Linked DNA regions of Mus musculus: regions 2, 3 and 4 are each linked to region 1. A link is a contact called in public HiCAR-type and HiChIP or PLAC-seq data. All regions are on one chromosome and are shown on one strand. Each heading gives the region's core, a stretch centred on a gene start, on an enhancer-like site or on the middle of the called end of the contact. The rest is flanking DNA. Distances are from core to core; before and after follow the strand shown. Region 1 holds the start of Tpst2 (protein-tyrosine sulfotransferase 2). Region 2 overlaps 2900026A02Rik (RIKEN cDNA 2900026A02 gene). Region 3 overlaps 2900026A02Rik (RIKEN cDNA 2900026A02 gene). Region 4 holds the start of Grk3 (G protein-coupled receptor kinase 3).

The links. HiCAR-type assays count read pairs that join an accessible place to other places. HiChIP or PLAC-seq counts read pairs in DNA pulled down with a chosen protein or histone mark.
Region 2: a contact with region 1 is called in an HNF4G HiChIP or PLAC-seq map of pancreatic cancer cells. The contact joins the enhancer-like site here to the promoter of Tpst2 in region 1. A contact is called at or near these places in 1 of 39 promoter capture datasets (embryonic stem cells), 3 of 115 datasets of contacts at active chromatin or transcription factors (astrocytes, embryonic stem cells and pancreatic cancer cells) and 1 of 9 other capture datasets (pancreatic islet).
Region 3: a contact with region 1 is called in a HiCAR-type map of astrocytes, with 2.4 times the contacts expected there. The contact joins the enhancer-like site here to the promoter of Tpst2 in region 1. A contact is called at or near these places in 2 of 39 promoter capture datasets (the C10 cell line and liver), 1 of 484 Hi-C or Micro-C datasets (large pre-B cells) and 4 of 115 datasets of contacts at active chromatin or transcription factors (astrocytes, cardiomyocytes, large pre-B cells and 1 more).
Region 4: an H3K27ac HiChIP or PLAC-seq map of bone marrow-derived dendritic cells shows a contact between it and region 1, with 4 times the contacts expected there. The contact joins the promoter of Grk3 here to the promoter of Tpst2 in region 1. A contact is called at or near these places in 3 of 39 promoter capture datasets (cranial neural crest, embryonic stem cells and hippocampal neurons), 3 of 115 datasets of contacts at active chromatin or transcription factors (bone marrow-derived dendritic cells, embryonic hindbrain and embryonic stem cells) and 1 of 9 other capture datasets (embryonic stem cells).

Annotation. Positions count from the first base shown.
Region 1 is chr5:112,273,676-112,279,259 of GRCm38.p6, forward strand. It overlaps Tpst2 (protein-tyrosine sulfotransferase 2), which reads left to right and starts at 3,070. Exons shown (of 7, transcript NM_009419.5): 1 at 3,070-3,096.
Region 2 is chr5:113,213,409-113,218,992 of GRCm38.p6, forward strand. All of the region lies in intron 1 of 2900026A02Rik (RIKEN cDNA 2900026A02 gene), which reads right to left. Among named protein-coding and RNA genes, the nearest start is that of 2900026A02Rik, 5.1 kb to the right of the region's middle. Within about 2 kb of position 3,478, at least 77 of the 459 cell types and tissues checked have an H3K27ac peak or open chromatin away from gene starts, as enhancers often do. A contact at or near this core is called in pancreatic cancer cells and pancreatic islet, where this site is marked.
Region 3 is chr5:113,099,310-113,104,893 of GRCm38.p6, forward strand. It overlaps 2900026A02Rik (RIKEN cDNA 2900026A02 gene), which reads right to left. Exons shown (of 13, transcript NM_001375886.1): 7 at 2,150-2,268. Among named protein-coding and RNA genes, the nearest start is that of Crybb3, 21 kb to the left of the region's middle. Within about 2 kb of position 3,317, at least 35 of the 459 cell types and tissues checked have an H3K27ac peak or open chromatin away from gene starts, as enhancers often do. A contact at or near this core is called in astrocytes and pro-B cells, where this site is marked.
Region 4 is chr5:113,012,510-113,018,093 of GRCm38.p6, forward strand. Grk3 (G protein-coupled receptor kinase 3) reads right to left here and starts at 3,029. Exons shown (of 21, transcript NM_177078.4): 1 at 2,858-3,029. The coding sequence starts at 2,970.

The DNA of each region.
Region 1 (5,584 bases), core at 1,820-4,319:
AATAATAATAATAATAATAATAATAATAATAATAATAATAATAAAAGTATTGGAGAGGCAGACCAGTCACCAAAGCACTTGCATGAAGCATGCAGACTTGAGTTCAGTGCCTAGAAGTCATGTGAAAATGTGGGTGTTGTAGGCTGTGCTGGTAGCTTCTAGCCAATGAGACACCTTGTCTCAAAGGAGGCCACTAGGATTCTAGAACATAGCACTTCAGGTTGCTCTGGGACACACACACACACACACACACACACACACAGAGGACAAAAACAGATATGACCACTTTGTTTGGAGCCATGTTGCCATGGTAGCCAGTCATTTGAGCCAGAGATCAAAGGGTGTTTCCTGAAGCCTAACCATCCAAAAAGAAATGGTAACCGAACAAGCTTCTTGACAGAGAAGGAACCCACTGCCTGCTGCCTGCTGCTGCCAGAGCACTGGGGGGGTGGGGGGGTGGGGTGTGTGTGTGTGTGTGTGAGAGAGACCTGAATTTACATTAGCTAGCTGTAGACCTCAAACCACATTTCCTGACTGAGCCTCTGTTTTCCTCATCTGTAGAATGAGTGTGATAATAAGAAACCTCAGAAGGCTATTGGAAAGAGTGAGCAAGCAATGGAAATTATTTAGAAAAAACAAAAACAAACAAACAAAAAAACCCAAACAAACAGATAGAACAAACTCAGTGCTTCTGGGGATGGACTCTAGGGCCCTGAGAGTATCCATCTGGTTCTACCTCTCAGCCACATCCCCAGCCCCCGAATGCTCTTCTGGATAGCTTCAGGTACAGCAAGAATCTGAAGAAGGCATAGCCATTGATTTATAGCATCACTATAACCTGGGGCAGGGGGTTGGGAGATGGGATGGAGCAGGGGAGGGTCGGTGCTAGGAAGAGTTTAGAATTTCGTGCTTGGTGCTACATCGCTATCCCATGCTTCTGACAAGCATGCTCTGGAGACCCCCTAAGCCGCCATGCCTTGTGAACCTGCTTAAGGAAGCAGGCCGGAAGGCTGATGAAGGAGATGCCCATCCCAGAAGGTCCCAGGCCAGGGACATTGATGACTGGTTCACCCACCTGCCTTCAAAGTCACATTAGATTCCCAGGCTGATCCACAAGGGGGTCAGGGGGTGTCCTATCGATCCAGGAGGTGACAGATTAAGATCTGCGTGTTTGCTAATCTGGGTGGGTGACTGAGAGCATGCTCATTCCAGCTGTCCCATCAGATCTGCCTCTCCTGCCTTCCTAGCATCTGTGGAAGCAGAATCCTTCCTCTGCATCCTTTGCCTACCCTGGGATGCTTAACCACCCCTGGGATGAGCCAAAGCCCTTACCTGCTTGTTCCTCCCTAAAAGCACCCCAAGGGGGTCTCTACAGAAATCTTATCTAGCCATACTCTTCCCTGATGAACATGGACCCTGTCTCCATTTCAGCAGGATCCTGTGGAGATAGATGCCTTTCCACAGTGCACAGGAGCCAGGCCACATCCTCCCCTTCCACCACATCCTGCCTACCTGTCTTCAAGCAAGGCCCCAGGCTGACCTCCTCCTTTCTGGATCCTGCCCCCCCCCCCCCCCCGGGCCCTGCTGTGACTAATGTTCTTTTCATGACTAGTTGCACAGGCCACCCTGCCTGTGCTTTGGGTCATGAGGTAAGCACCTCATTTTTTCCTCCCTGGACTAGTTTTGGAACCTACTCTTGCCTGGCCAGTTCCAGACCCTGCTGGGAAGGCTTGTTGAGGGGAATCCAGCTTACTTGTGGAATCATAAAGCTCAGAGAAAGCCCTCAGCGGAGCAGAAGTCCCCTTCAGGCAGACCTTGCTCTTTGATCTTTCTTCACCCATAAATAGTATAAAACTCCCAGAGCTGTGTCGTTAGTCACAAAAAAAAAAAAAAAATCTCAAATATGCACTCAGTAAATGCTATGTTGTGTGGTTTCATTTTTGGTAACTGGCTTCACCAAGACGGGGACTTTGTCAGCCCAGCATCTCCCACAGGGCAGGCACTGTTTTATAGACTACATGAATGAATGAATGAATGAATGAATGAATGACAAACACATATCTGTGTGCCTTGCTTTGTCTGGCCTGTAGAGATATTTGTGTTAGTTGTAACTAGTATAAAAATGAATTTCATTTAGTTTTGTACAGGTTTGGGGTATACGGTTTCACAACACCCTGGAAGGTCAAAGGATTTGTTTGGGTGGGAGGGGTACGTCCTTGTATGATGTGGGTCCCTCATCGAACTCATGTCGTCAGACTTAGAGGCAGGCGCTCTTACCCACTAAGCCATCTCGCAAACACCAGGATTTTATTTTCAATATTTATTTTTATTACTGTGTGTCAAGGCACACGTGTGGAGGTCGGAGACAACTTTGTGGAGCCGGTTCTACTCTTCCATCTCTGCACGGGTTTCGGGGATTGCAAGCGTCTTTACCAAACGAGCCATCTAATGTATTTTAAAATGGTAAAACACACCACAACTCGTGCGCGCGCGCGCGCGCTGTAAACAGAGGCTATAGAGGACGCAGCGAGAGGCTAGCCTACACCTTCTCCTTTGCTCTGCACACCTTGGGCTGGCTCCTTTCTGGGACCCAATCCTGTACCTATAGTGCACACCCCTGCGCTGACGGACAGCCATCCCGCTCAGCGTCTGAACGCCAGCTTGTGGCTGCGCCCTCAAGGATGCCGTGCAGAGGAGGAACGCCCTGCGTAGTTAAAGGAGCCAGAGCAGCAAGCTCTAACGGCAGGGGCTCCGCCCCCGGGGAGGAGATGAGGGCGGGGCAACGCTGGAAGGGGCGGGCTCTCTTGGCCACACCCCTTGCGTCATGGCGCTAGAGGGGAAGCTAGGGGAGGGGGAGTGGCGGAGGCCGTGCGTGTGGGCAGGGCCTATCTGGGTCCCGCCCCCAACCCTCTGGGCAAGCCTGGAGTGTCGCGGCTCTAGCGATAGACGTTGGGGGCGTGGTCAAGCACTAGGCGACAGGGGCGTGATCACGAGTGGCTCCGCCCCTTGCGTCACGACACGCGGCCCCGCCCCTCGCGGCGCCTCCCTGGCGGCCGGCAGGGAGCCGGAGTCTGCGCGGGCGCCGATTTGGGCACGGTAGGTGGCAGCGGCCTCGGCCAGTACCAGGTCAGGGCTGCGTGGCGCGGTCCGGACGGTGGGCGGCGCGGACAGGCCTGGTCGCCGCGGGAGGACGCGCGTGGCCTGGAGCCCCACCCGCGCGGCGCCGCGGGGAAGTTAACTTGCGGAGGTCGCGGCCCACGGTGGTTCTTAAGAACGCGTAGACCTCTCTTGCTCTGCCCTGTTTTGCTTGCTTCCTGCTTCACACGTGGGAAACTGAGGCCTGGGGTCACGTGCCCGGGCGCTGGGACTCACAGCTAGGACGGGGCAGAAACTCTCCCGCGGGGTTTTGTGCGCGCGAGCGAGCGTGTGACCCTCCCCCCTCCCCCCAGAGGTGGCTGCCCCTGTACCCACTGCTCCCGGTGTTCATACTGTTCCTTGCCCTCCCCAACCCCTTGTTTCTTTCATTCTAGCAGGGATGCCCGATGGTTAGTTAGGCCCAGCTTCTGCATTGGGGCAGATCGGGCTGGGAGGCTCCGGCTTAGTATTGGGGACATGCCCTTTCTCCAGCCTCTGTTTCCGGACATACAGAACTGGGTTTGTTTCGTTACCCTGAAGAAGCTGTTAAGTTATTTGTGAACCGCTGTACCCGCCTTGCCTCGCCTTGGGCTCATTCCATTTACCATATCTTGTTTTAAAAACCGTATCTAAGGATTTTTTTTTTTGTAACACTTTTTCTGAAGGTCTGATCCACTAACCATATAAATCTTCTTTTGGAAGTAAACTTTAGGTGGTTGGTGGGTTTTAGGATGCTCACATTACGCACTGATCCTCGTCTACTTTTAGAACATTTGTACATCCCCCAAAGCAGCAGTCCCTAACCCTCAACTCCCAAACCTCTTTCCCCAGACCCCGGCTCACCTTCATCTACACTACTATCTGTCTATGGATTTCTCTGCTCTGGGTGGTTCTGTGTATGGTTCCTCATGTGCATAGTATTTCCTAGTGTGGATATTGTGTGTGTGTGTGTGTGTGTGTGTGTGTAGTCCATTGGTTTGTAGATGGACAGTGGGTTGATGTTCCTTTATGGCTGTGATTAGTATTGTTGCTGGGAATACACACACTGTATTTCTCTTTTCAGTTTTGCCTAAATTTCAGGATCCCTTTAAAGTTTAACCTATTGAGGAGCTGCCAAACTCCCAAAGTGCCTTACCACTTTACTGCCTCTGGAATGTGATGGTTATGATGATATTTGTGACCAAGTCTTATCTACCTCAAGCTGACCTTGAACCCCAGACTCTCCGGTTTCAGCCCCGGAGTGCTGGAATTAGAGGCTTGTGCCACTTGCCTGGCTTGAGGTTTCCCATAAATTCTGAATATGTTTCGTTTCTTCTGAAACATCAGCGTCTTCCTGGCTTCAATGCATTTGTTATAAATGATTTCCTAGTTCATTAGTGCTCTGAGGGGTACCCTGCATGTCATCCGGGCGGTTCCTGGGACCTGCTAGTAAGCAGCAGTGGTGAGCAGATTTGTGGTTGACAGCTTCAGTACCTGTTGGGGTTAGGGCCTGGACCTGCCCACCCTCTTCCTGTGCTGGGGGAGGTAAGGTTATAAAAGAGAGTCACTGTGCTTCCCACAGTGAGGGGGGGGGTGCGCGTTCATGTGTGCATGTGTGTGTGTGTGTGTGCAAGCTCCGTCGAGAAAGTGTGTATTGAGACAGGGTCTCCTGTGACTCGGGCTGGCCTTCACGTCACTATGGAACTGAAGATGACCTTTAGCCTCTGTTCCTCCTGCCTCCACTTCCTGAGTGCTATACAGGTGTGCATCGTGACACCTTCTGCATTCAGTGCTGGGGTGGAACCCAGAGCCTCCGGCAAGCTAGGAGATCGAGCTTCCAATAGAACTGAACTCCTTTTATAATTATTGTGGGTGGTGTGTGTGTCTGTGCACGTGTAGGGTCTGGGGAGGCCGGCAGTTGATGTAGGATGCCTTTCTCTGTCGAGCCTCATCTTGTTTTTTGAGGCACAGTCTCTTGCTTAACCCAGAACTTGCCATTTTGCCTAGAATGGCCGGCCAGGGAGCCTCTGGGACTAATTTATAACTCCAACTCGGGGATTGCAGGCACACGCTGCTGAACTCAGATTTTTTTTTTTTTCTTTTTGAAACAAGACCATACTGTGTAGCCTTTGGTTGACCTGCATCTGACAGATATCCACGTGCCTCCTAACTGCTGGAATCAAAGCTGTGTACCACCACACCCAGCCTTTTCCAGGCATGCAGAGACCCAGTCTCTGTTCCGCAGGCTAGCCTAGCATGATCTCTTACCCAGTGAACTATTTCCATAGCCTTGAGCTACGTTCTTGAAGGGAGTCCGATTTCTGAACGTCAGTCCAGGCTTCTGGTAGTTACCTGTTGCAGGGTTTAAAACAGCATTGCCCTACAGGTCCTGCATGGTGTCATCTGGCTGTGGCTGGTGACAGAACTGGGGAAACAGAGCCCCCGGCACTTAGTGTAGCTCCACCGTTCT
Region 2 (5,584 bases), core at 2,228-4,727, 940 kb after region 1:
GCTGACTGGATACTTGGAGGTGGCTCTTGGTGCCTCAGGAACTAAAGGAGTTTCCTTCCTTAGTAGATGTTCAGGCTCAGGTAGTCATGTCAGAACCTGTCTGTTTGCCTGCCTGTCTGTCGGTCTGTCTGATCACAGGCTAGGAAACACAAGCCTGAGCTTGAGATCTGAACTTCAGATCTCAAGGGCACAGAAATCCCCCTCCCATGTCGAGAGGCCCCAACCCAGCTTTTCAAGTCCCTGAAGGTCAGCCAGGGACTTGCTAAGGTCCAGCCAGGCAATGGGCCTCTTAGATGCAAGAACACTCCAGCAGGACAAGCCGGCAGATGAGGTGCAAGGGCCAACAGCATGACCCCTAAACCTTACTAGCAAAGGCAGCAGTGGCCACGGTGGCTGCCAGTGGGCATCTTCCATGAAGACCTGAGATGGGATCCCAGCGGCCACAGAAAAGCCAGCGTGATGGTGTGTGACTATCACTCTATCCTGGGAGGTGGGACAGCAACCCTGGAGCTCTGTGGCTGGCCAACCAGGTTCAGTGAGAGACAGTGATGCGGAGCGGGGAAACACCCAATGTCGACCTCTGACCTCCACATGCCCATTCCTGGGTCAGCACGGTCCTGTGCACACACATACATATACCACACAACAGGCGCACAAAATATATAAGTGAACAACGAATTAATAAATAATGCTGAGCCACCTACAGCCAGAGTTGGCAACTGACACCAATGATGAGGGTGACCCAGATTTATTGGAGGAAAGTTAGCAAGAGGAACAGGCACTGAGCAGGGCCTGCTGAGTCAGCACCAGAGCTGGGACAGATGGATGGACGGACAGACAGACGGACAGGCTGGGGGAGGGGGAGGGAAGGAAGGGACCAACCGGCCCACATGCAAGGCAGTGCAAGAGAGGCTGAGACCCCCATCTCAGCCCCGTGTCGCACAGAGGGGACTAAGGACAGACTGACCCATCACAATGCCCCCATCCAAGGTCACACAAAAACGTAGCACCATGTCATTCCCCTGCAGATACCCTGGCCCCCAACTCACCTCTGAGAACCCGGCTCCATCATCCACCCTGCCCCGTGGCTCCCTGCCACCCTCTCCTCTCTCTGCCCTTCCAGTTCTCCATGGCACGAGAACGGCCAGCCCAGCCAGTCCTCCGGAAGCTGCTTCTGCAGGCAGCCAGGGGAGGAGGTAGACGGTTCTCGGGAGCTCATCTTACATGGGCCACCTCCTGACGGTCCAGCGGTTAGAACTTGGATGCTGGCCAGGCCTCAGCAGGGACAGGAAGCATCCTCAGAGATGGTGATCAGCCGGGCTCATGAAGGAGCCCAGTGTGCAGGCCAGGAAGGGGTGAAGTCCCAGTCTGCACTGCTCCCACACCATGCGCTAAGGACAATGCCTATGGGGCTATAACATTGGACATCTGCTGTGGTCCCCACCCTACGCTACCCACTCCATCTGCCAGTTACAGTTCACAGAATTCTAGGAGTCGGTCTACTCACAATAAGGAAAAGTATGCAGCCATGTAAAATGACAAGCTGTAAGGATGGTGGGAATAGGGTGCTCAGCTGTTAAGAGCACTGGCTGCTCTTCAGAGGACCGGGGGTTTGATTCCCAGCACCCACGTGACAGCTCACAACTTCTATAACTCCACTTCGGGGGACTGCGACATAACATACATAAAACATACACAGCAAACATAACATAAAAGTAAAAATAATAACCCAATTAAAAAGAACAGAGGTATTAACCAACGGGATTCTCGGGACTTTGCTTTACAGAAGGGAAACTGAGGCAGGAGGGAGGGATGTGATATGCCCAGGGACGCACAGCTGAGAGTTTCCAGAGATCAAAGTCCCTGTTCTATGGCATTCATGGTCATCTCTCAGTTAAACGCATGCTATCAGCATGGACTCTTTAGAGCATATGGTTACAGGCCTTCCCTCCTTTCTCACAGTCCCTTGTCGAACAGAGGAGTCTGAGGGTGGAACACTGCTCGCCCAGGTAAGGGACGGCTGCATTCTAAGGCAGAAGCACATAGAGACAACTGCACAGAACACAGAAGACCGGCCACACGTTGGTGCACTAGACAGCACCCTCATGGCACCTTCAGGCTGAGGGACATGTAACCTCACCATGAAGGAGCCCCTGGCACACAGTAGGTGCTTTACCGCACACAGTAGGAGCTTCGCCCATCACCACCTGCCTCAACAGAGCTGCAGCGGTACCCGTCTTCACAAGCCCTAACGTGCACACCTGTGACCCCAGGCTGTGTGGCTCTGAGTCGGGTGGGGTCTGTCCCTAGAAAAGCACCTCCCAGGGGTGACTCAGGCCTCAGGCTGAGAACTGGGCAGCACACCCAGCAGCCTGGCGGATGGGCTGAACCCCACCAAAGCTGGGAAAGATGGCTCACACCTACCGGCTGGGTCAGCCAGCATTCTGGGCATTCCGAAAATTCTTCTGGCTTTGGGCCGCCTCCCTTCCTTTCTCCCTCCCTCCCTTCCACCCACTTTTGAGTGAACTGAAGGAAAGTGGAACATATGGGCTGTGGGGGAGCCTGTGGTTCATGGGCATCTACACGCACTCTTAAGTTAAATCTGAGAGTATCCAAGCCATCTCCCCTCTCCAGGAGGGACAGTATCACCTATCGCTGGCACATCCTAACCACATCCTAATGGCACAGAGGAAACAGTCTGGCCTCAAGGCTTAATGGGAGGCAGGACCAAGACTGGACCCTAGACACTGCCCTGGAAATAGCTCTCTGTCTCCCACGTCTCTCTCCTCCTTCATGGTAGGATGGGTCTAGCCTGGGGCCTGGGTACACAGCAGGTGCTCAATAAGTAACAGATATGAAAAGGGCTCACTCTCCCTAGAGAAGGCGGAACTCTGGCTGGACGTGGGACCTCCCAGGACTGAGGAGTCCTGGTGCCTCAGCTGACGCAGACAGGCATCTCTCCTGAAGTTCCGCACCTCGAGTCAGCTTGCCCATGAAAAGGTTAATGATGCAGAGCAACCATCTGAGTCACTCGGAGGGTGACAAGAAGACGCAGAACCCAACACCTCCCAAGCTAGAGACTTGGCACACAGCACATCCTGGGCGAACGGTGGCTCCCCCAGGCCCTGCCTTTTAAAGGGCTGGATCCTTTCTGGAGATGTAGCAGAAGACTCACTTGGCTCTGTCTGCTTGCACCAGAGAGAGGAGATGCTCACCACGGCATAGCGCAGAGAGGCCCACGCTGGGAACTTTCTAATACACTTTAATCCTCACTGGCCCCAGCCTTGGCCCTTCCGGCTGCCAAGCTAGGTCCCTGACACACAACCAGCTGAAGTGAAAGATGAACTTGGGCGGGGTACCAAGCCAAAGGTCCCTGGGAGTTCCCTCCCCAGCCCGCCCAGTGCCCTAGACAGTCTCAGAGGGCAAAGCCTACAAGCCTGGGCATCATGTCCCAACAGGCCAGGCTGTGTGTTTCACAGGGTGACCCTTGGTAGCCAGCCAGAGCCACTGGCCTCTCTCGCTGGGATGCCCTGCACACTCACTCCTTGGATGGGCAGTTCAAACCCTGGGAAAGGCCTGTAGCCACAGGAGGAGCAAAGCAAACAAAGTGCCACAGAATGGGTAGTGTGAAGCTGCCACCCTGACTTGGGGGAAGTATTCCAGCTTCTCCAGGAGGCAGAGCCACGCAAGACAAGCCTGGTCCCTCCGCCTGCCACCTCTGGCAGGGCCTCTGGGAATCTGGCGACCCTCCTGCCTGGGTAACAAAAGCAACACAAGCTGCTGCACCAAATTCACCATGTAGCCCAGGCTGGCCTCAAACTCGTTGACAGTCCCTCTACATCTCCCTCTTGTGTGCTGGGATTACAGGAGTGAGCCACCACACCGCCGCCCCCCCCTCCCCTGGCCAATCCGTGTTAATGATTAATTATTTTATGGCTGCTGCTGTCCTTATTTCTGCTAGCGGTGCAAACAAGGGAGATTTAAAGTTATAGTTTGCGCACATTAAAGAAACAGACTCCAAGCGGAGCACAGTGCGTTCTGTGTAAAATGGGCCTTGTGTCGTTATTACATAAGTCACAAGGTCCTAGAACACCACAAGGGATGTCTACGGTTATCCGTCTTTAACATTTTTTGTTAGATTGATTGACTGACTGATTGGTTGATGGGGCAAGGGAGAGGGGACGGTGTGTGCCCCATCCCTGCTGCCCCACCCCTGCACACCTGCTGCCCCATCCCTGCACACCTGGTACCCCACCCCTGCACACCTGGTACCCCACCCCTGCACACCTGCTGCCCACCCCTGCTCACCTACTGCCCCACCCCTGCACACCTGCTGCCCACCCCTGCACACCTGCTGCCCCACCCCTGCACACCTGCTGCCCCATCCCTGCACACCTGGTACCCCACCCCTGCACACCTGCTGTCCACCCCTGCACACCTGCTGCCCCACCCCTGCACACCTAGTACCCCACCCCTGCACACCTGCTGTCTACCCCTGCACTCTTTGGTATCCCACCCCTGCACACCTGGTACCCCACACCTGCACACCTGCAGCCCCACCCCACCCCCTGAAGAGCACACCCCAATGCTGTCAGCCAACAGATCTGTCAGAGGACTGACTGGCCAAGCCACTCGCTGACCGGAGTGCAAAACATGCCTATGTTTAAAAATTGCTCATTTGGGAGATGTTTGTTACACAGAGTGATCACAGACAAAGCAAACCGACACAGGAGCCGCATGCCACAGAGACATTAACGCGTTCACTGCCAGATGTCTTCTGAGACACAAGCTCTGGCAGGGTGGCCTCAAACCCACAAGCTACCAAACTCCACACAACCTACCTGACCTTCCCTACTGTGGGGCTGCAGGCTCCATCCTGCTGTCAATGGGAAGACAAAGCCACCAGCTGCACCTCTTGATGCTAGTTTCTGTCCCGCCCCGCAGCCCCCAACCCCGGCTGTTCACTGAGCACCTTCTCTATCCAGTTAGGACCAACACACACCTGCCAAGTCCTTCTCTGTCCCCACAGCTACCCTCATGGATAAGTAATTTGCCTCATATACACAGAAAACGGGTTCAGAGTGGTTAACACACCCGATGGCAGTCACACAGCAGATAAAGCCAGGACTTAATGTTGGGCAGAGCAGATCTGAAAGCAGGCGTCAAGGTAGGCAGATGTGATTGGGGGCTCAGGAGGAGTTAGATTCTGTGCACGGGAAGCCTTGGGAGGACCAAAAGGGGATGGGAAGTGGGGCTCTCAGAACTGTCCGTCCAGCTGGTCATCTGGGGTCAGACACTTTCATTTCCTGGAGTATTTTAACAACGCGCACAGCTGACTCAGGTGTAAGCAGTCAGCGATCATACTTTGAAAACATATCCCTATCCTCGACGGAGACAGGGCTGTAAACATTTCAAAGGTCACCTAACCGCCCGATTACCAAGAAGGGCAGCGCTAACTCAGGCCCCAAAGTCAAGTCCTTAATTGCTTCCTGATAGTCGCTCCCACACAGCTGACTAGAGGATTTCTGGGGACAGGAGAGCCCCGAGTTCTCAGGCCCAGGGACGCTCCCAAGTAAGAGATTCC
Region 3 (5,584 bases), core at 2,067-4,566, 830 kb after region 1:
ACACACTCAGTCCTCCCTCCTTCACATACTCAGCCTCTCCCTCCCTCACACACTCGGCCTCTCTCTCCCTCACACGCTCAGTGGAGACTTGAGAACCTACTCTTCCAGGCACCATGTGGGAAATGGAATCTTGAGGGGATTTTGGGTACCACCCAGGCAAGTCACCAGGACCACCACAGATGGAAACATTGTAGCCACAACCTCTCCTCATACACTGAAAGAACAAGGAGCTTAGACAGTATTGCACAGGAGGGCTCACCTGACACCCCTGGGGCTGAATCCTCCACCCTGGAGTGCTAGTCTGTTTCCCAACTCAAAAACACTTTCATGGCTGGGAGGCATGGGGGTGTTAACAGGGAAGAGGGCAAACACAGAGGCTGAGGGAAGTACCACCTTCCAGGCAGCAGGGGGCACCACTGTCCAAGGCAAGAGAGCCTGGTCCCAGGAAGCTGCAGTTCCTTTGGAGGACAGCAGGGGGCACTAGCCATTGGAAGCTCCAAGGTCTCAGATCTTCAGACAGAAGCTGGAGGAATGGGGTCCTGCAGGGACTCAGGGTCCCTCTGGAGACAGCACAGATAACCAGATAGTTGGAAGCTCCCACAGGGATGCTTACAAACACTCGAGGAAGCTCACTACACACATAAGTCATAGGTTAGGAGCGGTGGGAGAGATGGAGGCCCGGGTACAAGCCCAGATCACTTAGCCACTGATAGAGTGTTTTTTTACTCAGGTCCCTGCCTCTCTCTGAGCCTCAGTTTCCCATCCTGGCATGATGTCCAGAGACCATAGGGCTAGTCAGTCAGGCATGACCGAAGCCTGCAGCAGATGCCAGGCACCTGCCCTTTCTGTGGAGGAAGGTGCCCGTGGGCAGATTCATCTCACTGACCCTGCACCCCCCATGAGGGAGGGATGGGTTTGCCACCACCTCCCATCTGCAGTTCCCAACAGCTGACCCAAGGGTTCCTTCCCAGCCAGGCAGAAGAGGATTCTTCGAACCACATACATGCTCATACTGCTTACAGAATAGTGTGCGGACCATGAATCGTCAGGTATGTGTACACACACAAACACACAGACTCACACAGACACACACACTCCTGACAGCAGACACACAAATGCAGTTGTGACCCTGAGGCCCAATAGCGGTTTTCTGGTTTTACACTTTGCTGTTGGCTGTTACTGTTCATTGTTGTACATAATTGTTTCCTGGGCTTGGGGTGGACCCAGGGCTGCTGTCTGTCCGTCCATCTTCAGTGTGTTTACATAGTGGAAAAGCACTCCGGACACAGAGCTTACCAGGAGTGACACACCCTACAGCGCTGTGCAGCCGGCCCCAGAGAGACCAGCCTGGCCTCATGGGAGAGACCAGGCTTTGGCACTGTAATATGGCATTGTCGTCTATAAATGCTTTAAGGCACGTGTGGATGCGTGTGGGGAGCCTTGTGTTTGACGAACCTCAGAATGCTGTGCTACCACAAGGTACCCAGACCGCTGCCCGCACTGCTGACCTGCCTCCTGTTTACAGCAGTGTTCCAGTTTACTATGTCTGTACGTTTGTCCTTGTGGGTGTCTGTCCCTGTGGGTCTGCCTACCTCTGCACGCTCCTGACTGTCCAGACTGCTTGCCTGCTGTCAATATTTTACACTTTATTTCCATCTTTTTGAGCTTTTCTTATGCCTTTCTTATGCCTCTTCCTGTTACAATTTCCTAAAATACAGAAATCTCTGAGACTGTCACATAGACTCTGTGCCGAATAGTTTTATGTCCACCAGACACAAGCTCATCTGAGAGGAGGGAGCCTCAATTGAGAAAATGCCCCCATTAAGACTTTAGGCAAGGCTGTAGGGCATTTTCTTAATTAGTGATTGATGTGGGTGGGACCATCTCTGGGCTGGTAGTCTTTGTTCTATAAGAGAGCAGGCTGATCAAGGCAGGGGAAGCAAGGCAGTAAGCAGCACCCCTCCATGGCCTCTGCATCAGCTCCCTGCCCTCACTGCCTTTAGTAGTGAACCGTGATGTGGAAATGTAAAACCCTTTCCTCCCCAAGTTGCTTTAGGTCACAGTGTTAATCACGGCATCAGAAACCAAGGCAGCCTCTGTCCCATCTGTGTCACCGAGGACCGGGCAGCATCACCTAGGTGAGTCTTACCTGCCCCCGTTCTGGTGCTGGTCTGCCCAGGTCCCATACTGGCTGTCGGCTTCCTGCACGAGGGTGTCAGTATCCTTGGCCTCAGGGGCTCGCCTGGAGAAACACTGCTTCAGCTGGTTCTGCAAGGACAGGAGGAGGGATTCAGGCACAGATGGACACACGCCCTCACAGTACCCGGCTCCCGCTGCTTCCCATGTTAGCGCAAAGGAGACCAACACCCCAGTCTGCTGAGACAGGACAGGAAGCAGCACTTTCTGGGCTCAGATGGGCACTCTGGATGGACTGTGGCTTGGTTCCGGTATGAATGTCCCCTGCAGCACCTCTGTGTGAATACCTGGTCTCCATTAGGGAGGTTATGAAATCTTTGGGGCATAAGGCTTCACCAGCAGCGTGGGCTGATGGAGGCCGGCTTAAAGTGAATCTGTCCTGCTTCCTGCCCAAGCCGTTTCCAGATCCTCCATGTGAACAAATTTCTACCACCAAGGACCAAGCATGCCCTGTGGCCAGGCCTTCCCACCACAGTGGGCTGTGCTTTCTGGAGCAGTGGGCAGGAGAAAACCTCCCCTCTGTTAACCAGGACTCCCTCAGTTAACCAGAACCCCTCTGTTAACCAGAACCCCTTCAGTTACCCAGAACCCACGCCATTAGCCAGGGCCCCTCAGTTAACCAGAACCCCCTCAGATAACCAGAATTCCCTCCATTAGCCAGAATCTTGATACAGCACCAAGAAAAGTAACTTATTAGAGCCAGGTACAGGGTCCTGATGGGTGTCACTTGGCCCTGTCAGTGCCTGTGTCCAACACAGTGCAGCCCATCTCCTCCCACTTCAACACTCTAGAAACACCAGGAAGGCTGTTCCCACATTCCAGATTTACCAGACCACCTCCCAGCACTGTCCAGCCCCGCACCCACATAGCAGTGACCCTGAGCCTGTATCAAGTCACCTGATGTGAGGCCACCTCATAGAGCTCAATCTAACAGGGAAAGAGATGCCCTGGACCAGTGGTGTGACTTGCAGGCTGGAAGCAAGGGGACAGGTCATCACAGAGCTAGCCGTGGGCCCTGTCTAGTGCCTGACATCAGGGGTGGCTCATGAGTCAGTGTGACACCTGCCCTGCTGACGTCCCCACTCATCCGGATGGTGTGAGAAAGGCCTTGTCTTGCATTGTCACCATGGAAACCAGCCACTATGCCCTGGAGCTCTCAAGAGTAACCAAGAGTGGCCTTGGGTGGGCTGCTCACTCAGCAGTGATTCAGATGGCCTCCCAGCCTGGCCTTTCATGACTCTCCCAGCTACGGTCTTTCAATGAGGACTCTGGAGGTGGGGGATGAGGAGGGAGAAGATCATCCTGGCGCGGCTTCCTCCCACTTCAGAACATCTTGGCCGAGCAACAGAGTACAGCAGCATTGGGAGCAGCCTTTCTGTGTGGCCTCAGAGCCAGGGCCCACCTCTGTTGCAAAGGAGTTGCAATGGGAGCTGGGGCGGGGGGCTCATTGGTAGAGCATCTGTCAGCATCACATACACTCATTTACACAGACACACCTGCGCACACACACAACCTACACATTCATACAGACAGACACATATGCAGTCATATATGCACACACAGACACACATGAAGACACACATGCACACACACACACACACAGACACACATGAAGACACACATGCACATACAGAGATACACATGCACATACAGAGATACACATGCACACACAGACACACATGCACACACACAAACACACATGTACACATACATGCACACACAGACACACATGCACACAGACACACATGCACACCCACCCACACAGAGACACATGCACAGAGATACACATGCACACACAAACACACATGCACACACATGTACACATACATGCACACACAGACACACAGGCACACACAGGTACACAATCATAGGGAACACCTGTAAATAGTCCATCACCCAAATAAAACACCCTGGTTGACTCTAGTCTGGGATTTTCTTTGGGTCAGTTCCTCCACATGCTCGCCCCTCGGTGGCCAGAGAACATCCCTCTGTGTGGGACACAGTGCCAGCCACCTAAGAGTCCCAAGGGTGGTGGCTGCTAAACAGCTGGCTGTTTTGACACTCACAGTCAGCCGCAGGGTGTTCATCCTCAGATGTCAGAGCATCTCAGTGTCACGGCTACAAGGCCCCACAGTCAGCCGCTTCCCAAGGGACTCGCAACTCTTATACTTCCTAGAAAGCCTTAAGTTCAGAGCCCACGTGAAGGCAAAACCTTCGGCTGACTGTGTGTTCTCTCAGCTCTGCCCAAGCTCCCTAAACACAGCAGATAGGCAAGCGAGTCAAGGCCTCTGAAGCAGCAGCCTCCTGGGCAACACTGGGTTCCCTCGCTGCAGGGGCTCATGGAGGCAAAGCCAGTGGCTCTCAGGGTTTTAAGTCAAAGTGTGGCTTCCTCCCTCCCTACAGCAGCACAGACCTTAACCTCACCTGTCCTGAGCCTCGGCAGTTCAGGCTCCTCCCAATGAAGCCTCCCTGTTTGTGACTAAATGCTGAGCCCTGCTTTCCCCAAGAAAACAGGTCCTTCTCTTCCTTCTCTTCCATCTCCCTCCATAACACGGCAAGCCTTCACCCGCCCTACACTGTTACTTCCTCTCTCAGCCCCCAAAGAGATGACAAACCTGCAAAAGACACCTCGTGCTCCCTGGTGACCCAGGCAGGTGGGGCATGTCAGAAAACTCAGAACAAGCTTGGTGGGATCGGTTCATGCCTGTAATCCCAGCACTTAGGGGATTGAGGCAGGAGGATGGCCATGAGTTCAGTGCTAGCCTGAGCTATGTACTGAGTTCTAGGCTAGCAAAAGCTTCATTGAAAGAACCCATCTCAAAAGCTTAAAAGCAAAAGTAGGCAAAAAAAAAAAAAAAAAAAAAAAGGAAAGTCTTGGTACCCTGGCTCTGCCGTAGTTCTGCTAAGTCTTAAATCAGGGGAACCAAATCCTAGACAGCAGACCCAGGGGTGGTGGGGCTCAGAGGCCATTCAGTCTGCACTTTGCCTGCAGAGGAGGAAACCAAGGCACAGGAACTAAGCAGAGTGTAGCTCTTGGTTTGCAAGATGGGTGAGCGGCAGGGCCTGGAGTAGGGGGTGGCTACGTCTGTGGGATCCACAGCTCTTTACAGTCCCCCCACCTGGCAACCTACTTGTTCTACCCTTCCCACCAATGCACCAGGAGGTTCTGATAATGACACACACAAGAAAATGATGTTTGAAACCCTCAGGAAAGGCCAGGTGGCAGTGCACACCTTTGATCCTGACACTTGGAAAGCAGATCTCTTTTGTGAGTTCGAGGCCAGCCTGGTCTACATGGGGAGTTCTAGGACAGTCAGAGCTACACAGAGAAACACTGTCATGAATGAATGAATGAGAGAGAGAAAGAAGGAAAGAAAATAAGGAAGGA
Region 4 (5,584 bases), core at 1,779-4,278, 740 kb after region 1:
CTGTAATTTCAGTGTTACTGTTACAGCAAGATGGCAGATAGGGACAGGAAAAAGCCAGAAGCGTGTGGGTCAACTGTTCCATTCATGAACAAGACGTCCCAGCATAAACAAGACATGACTCAGACAAGCTGGGCAGTGTGGACCGATGGCCACAGTTGTCCTTTAATTTCTACACATCCTAGGCAAACCCATGGCTCAAGCTGTGTTCTTTCTGCTCCCGCAGTTATTGGCCTGAATGATTGACAAGAGCTGTCTCCCAGTGGAAAGCCCAACACTGTTAGCATCCACTAAACAGAATGGGTCTCAGGGGAACACGTGACCTTCAACCCAACTCCCTTCAGCCATGTGTGACTTCAAGTCAACTCAGTAACATTGTGTTCGAGAAAGGTTATCAGAGAAATGGACCCAGTGCGAAGAGCTGTCTTAGCCATGGCGGGACTTAGAAACGGACTCCCTGGGCCTTCGCCCATGAGTTAGACCCAGTTTCATCAGAACCACGGTCTACAAAGCCAGTTCATTCTCATCCCCACAGCAGACAAAGGACACAGTATATAAACACCCTGGCTAATGGGGCTGCAAGGGTCATGGCCCCCACCTTCAATGGGCCCCATTATCAGCTCCATCAGCTCAACAAATGTTTGGGTGGACTAAAGAGATGTGATTTGACCGCCTTCAGAGGATTTACACCCACCGGCCTGTTAATTGAATCATGTGTCAATGTAACAAAACATTTGCTTCTTGCCTCCTCACGGGAGGCTAAGTCTTCCCTTGTGCCTGATGTTCCAGGAAGAGAGGCTGGACCGGAAGACCTGTCTTGTTGTAATGAGTGAGATACGGTCGTCTGTTGAAGACTGGGAAGAGGCGAAGTCACCGAGAGAAGGAAGCACAAAAAAGACTGGGGGTGACCAGATAATTAGTTAGAAATTAAAAAAAAAAATCAATAGTGAACGACCAAGGGGCAAGTTCAAATGCACCATCCCCTCTTCCAACAGCCAAGTCCTTACAAGGAACCAGGATCGTCTGTGGTTGAGTTGTTGGTTATTGCTTGGGGGCTGAAGCCACTGAGACAAACAGGCAACAGACTAGACTCCTGGAGCGGGGGACAGATGGTCTAATTCAAGAGTCTACCTGAAAAAACAGCTACAGAACAGCGGTCCTCAAAGGACCCCACCCTAACTTGATGCTCCCTTAGACGTTCCTCAACCTCAGGACTCACAGGCTCAGCCACACCACATCTCCTTTGAAACAAAGTATCACCAAAGACCTTGTCAAAGCAGAGGGGTATTGTACAGAGAAGTGAGGGCCTTGGGCGCTAGGGTGTGCAGCCAAGAGCAAGCAAGCATGCACAGAGCAGCCCAGCTAGGTTAAAAACACCAAGAAAAAAAATGATGATGAGCGGACAGACATTCCTAATTTTAGTCATCTTATATACTCCCTCTCCCATAAAGCTCCCTATGAGTTGTGATTTGTTGGTTTTATATATAGAAACCATACATAGTTAAGATTCCCTGCCCCTCACAGGGTGGGGGCAGAGGGAAGGGAAGAGAGAATGGAATGAAGCTTTTTCATGTCCCCCTTCCCAATGGGGAAAGTTTTCTACTGAAGCTTGCTTGGTTGTGACTTGGGGAGCCCTGGGTCTGGTCCCTCCCACTTACTGAAGATTTCAATCAAGTCCTGTTTTCAGTGAGTCTCAGACAGGCTGAACTCCAGGAAGGCAAGCACTGTCCAGTCCACCCAAGTGTCCCCTTGTGCCTGCTCCACTCCGCAAGGAGCAACACACCCCCCAAAAAAAACAGCGAAGGGCCAAGGCTTGCAAGGGAAGGCAAGCCAAAAATACCCAGCCAGCGCAGCTGTGTGTACAGTGTGACTCTTCCTAGCAAACACGGCACGGGGATTTGATGTTTCCTGGATCACGGGGCTCACAAACACGATCGGGAAAAAAAATAATAATCTGACCATTGTTCGGTATTGAAAGGTTCTCTGAGGGCTATGCATACTGCTAAGGAGACAGACGGTTTACCTGGCGTGTGTGAAGCCCTGGGTCCCATCTCCAGGACCTCAAAAAATTAGACGAGTAAATGTGTATATTTTCTCTCACATGAAGGTAGGTAACACTGCCGCCACATGGGCGTGTCACGCTTGACCATTTGAAAGGGGATGCAGCTTTGGTTTAGAGCCTTACAGAATTGCATGGTTCAGGGGTGGCTGTAAAGTCCGAGCCAATTTTTTCATCAACTCAAGGAAGCCACACCAGCTAAGCAACTGGCAGTGGGGTCAATTAAGAAGTGACACACAGCCCCACTCTGGAACACCGCCTAGAACTCCCCGGGACAAGTACAGCTCTAAGAGGCCATCACACCTCAGAAAAATCAATAATAAATCAGTCGTGATATTAAGAGCAACTTGGCAGCGAGCGGCCAGCCGGAGCCGGTGCAGCGGGAACCTCCAGTCTTGCAAGACCAGGCTAGGCTCAAGTGGCTCTCCTGTCATCCTTCCCAGAAAGGGCAGGCCGCCAGGGGTCCAAGTTGAGGAAAGTGGCTCAGGTAATGGCGCTGGTGACAGAACTGAGAACTCAAGGTCTACTTACTACTGCAAGGGGCCAGAGGACAGGGGCAGGGGGGCTGAGAGACAGACAGCCCTGCAACCAGCCTGGGACAGCGGGACGGAGGGGACTGGCGGGCGGACCAGAAAAGGAGGGAGAGGACCAGAGGGGACAAGAGGGGACTGGAGGGAACTGGCGGGGGAGGGGGGGGAGGGGGAAGGTGAGGGAGAGGACCAGGAGGGATCCGGAAGGGACCTGAGAGGGAGGGAAAGAACCGAAGGAGACTGGATAGGGCGGAGAGGGCCAGAGCAGTACCTGGGCTCCGGCAGGACGACCTTCTTGCTGGCGCGCGCGGCCGGCGCCGTCTTGCTCTTCTCCATGGCCATCAGGTAGCTGACGTCGGCCAGCACGGCCTCCAGGTCCGCCATGGCGGCTCCGCAGCTCCCGCCGCCCCGACGGGGCCACGGCGCGCCCGACGCGCGACCCCGACGCGGACCCCGACGCACCGCCCCTTCCGCGGCTCCGCGCCCCAGCCCGGCGCGCCCCCAACCGTCCGCGGCCACGCGCTCCTGACCCAGCCTCTCAGGCACCAGGGACTTCCTCTCCCTCCTCCTCTCCCTCTCCCTCCTCCTCTCTTCTCTCTCCTCTCCTCCTTTTCCTCTCTTTCTCACCCTTAGCTCTCTAAGCACAGTCCAGATGCCCAGTACTGAGTGGACACTCCAGGAGGTCTCCAATAGCACACTGTCCTGGAGAGGACGCTTCAAGAGGTATCCTGGAGTAGTCCCACCTGCTCTTTCGAATGATTGCCAAATAGAGGTCAGAGCTACAGCAGGGGGTGTCTCCAGCCATTAGCCCCACCCTAGACCTCCCTCTGAGAACCAAGCCAAGAGACACCAGCATAGAAGAGAAAGTTGCTTGGCTCCCGCCATGCAGGGTGAAGTGGGGTGAGAGTCCTGCCCTGGAGCAGCGCTGTCCCAGGGGACCCAGTTGATGGAAGCACTCTAGGTTCAAGGTCATAACTGGCTTGCATTCAGGTGAAAGGCCTCAGGGTGTGTGTCCAGTTGGGGGGCGGGGGGGTTAAGGTATCCTAGCTTCTGCAGGCTCTCTACCAACTCAAGAACCACAAGAGGAAGTGCCCCTATGAGAGTGCAGAGCCTCCTGGGTTTTCAGGGAAGTGGAAGGGCTGAGACTTGATTCTGGGCAGTAGGGAATTCCCAACCCTGCCTAGGTCACTATTTCATTTCTCTGCAGCTGGGCACAGGGGTCCACATTCAAAATCCATGTGGTACCTGTTAAGGGATCAGGAAATCTGCAGACATCATAAGCTTGCAGGGCCTTTATCCAAATTGCCATACATCACTGTGAACCCGGGATTGGCCAGGGTTAGAGTGAACTGTTGGGGGTTTACAGTCACGTTTTTTGATTAGTTCTCCTGCTTTTGTTTTCTGTCTATTCTGTTTCCCAAAGGACTAGTTTTACCAGAAGTTTCTCAATCCCCAAGGCACAGTATTTAGAGGGACTAGAAAAGGTATAGGTGGGAAGGGGTGGGAACATCCTGAAGGAGTTGGGTCTGCCACAGACAGCCCACATCACCGCTATAGTGCCCACTGTATAATGGGGCAGAGACAGGGAGAGCCAAGCCTTCAGTTGAATTTGCCAGTTCCATTCACTTTTTCACCCAAATATGGGAGCATAGATGCCTTGTCTACCCAGTGAGGAGAGAGGGGTAAGTTCCCCCCAAAACACATTGCTCCTTCATGTCTGAATATTGTTTCTTCCAAAATGTTGTTGTTGTTTTTTTTAATCATCTGGGATCCTCAGATGATCAGATAACAAATAACCCTCCCACCTTCCCCATTTTTGATTGATTGATTGATTGATTGATTGATTGATTTTGGTCCTTTTTGACCTAGTAAGATTTTTTTTGTCTTGTCATGTTCCTTTTCCAAGTTGTGGTAGGTAGTAAGTTATGAAGACAGCCACATTCAAACCTTTAGTCTATGCTAAAAGGCTGAGAGAAATCAGGGGCAAGGTCCCAGCTTTCTGTGGCTCTGTCCTCATGAGTAATGAGACCAGTTCTTTTGAGTAAACAGAGGGGGAGGGCAGCATCTAGAGCTGTACCTTGGGATGGGAAGTGCAGGCCACATAATAATGAGGAACTGAGTTCAACTGTCAGAGCCCACATAGAGTGCATGGGGACACATGCTTGGAACCCCAACACCAGGAAGACAAGATGGGGGGAGCCCCGGGGCTCAGCAGCAGGCCAGCCTAGCTGAACTCATGATTTCTAGATCATTAAGAGAGCAAGTGTCAGAAAACAAGATGAGAGGCAGACAAAGTAGCCTACCAAGTAAGGGTTCTTGCCATAAGTGTGGAGTTTCGTCCCCAAGATCCCCTTGGAGGCAGAAGAGAGCGAACATGTGGAAGGTGTGCCTGACCTATGCATGCGTGTACTCGCACAGTAAATAAATGTAATTTTTTTAGAAGTTCCAAATGGGAAATAACACCCAAGTTTGTCATGTGGCCTGCTCAGGTGCACACACACACACACACACACACATACACACAAACATGCACACACAATGCACACACAGGCACCTACACAATACACACATATGCACACACAATGCACACATGCACACACAATGCCCATTTACATACACACACAGGTACCCACACAATGCATGCACACACAGGCATCTACACATGCACACACAATGCACACACATGTACACACACAGGTTCACACACAGTGGACACGCATATACGGGCAAGCACCTTGCCTGACACCTAGCAGATCCTCCGCCAAGATCACCTCCTTTTCTACTCTCACTTGGCCCATGCTGGAGAAGATTCCAAACCAGCAACTCACAGTTACACACTGAAGCAGGAAGACCCCCTTACCAAAAATAACTTCTCCCTAGGGCATTTCGAGGATCCAAAAATGGCAACAGTGATGTCCATTTATAAACACAGGCGATTGCTTTTCTAACAGAGGGAACAGCGTGTCCAAAACATGTCTGTGTTTCTGAAGCCCCTCAC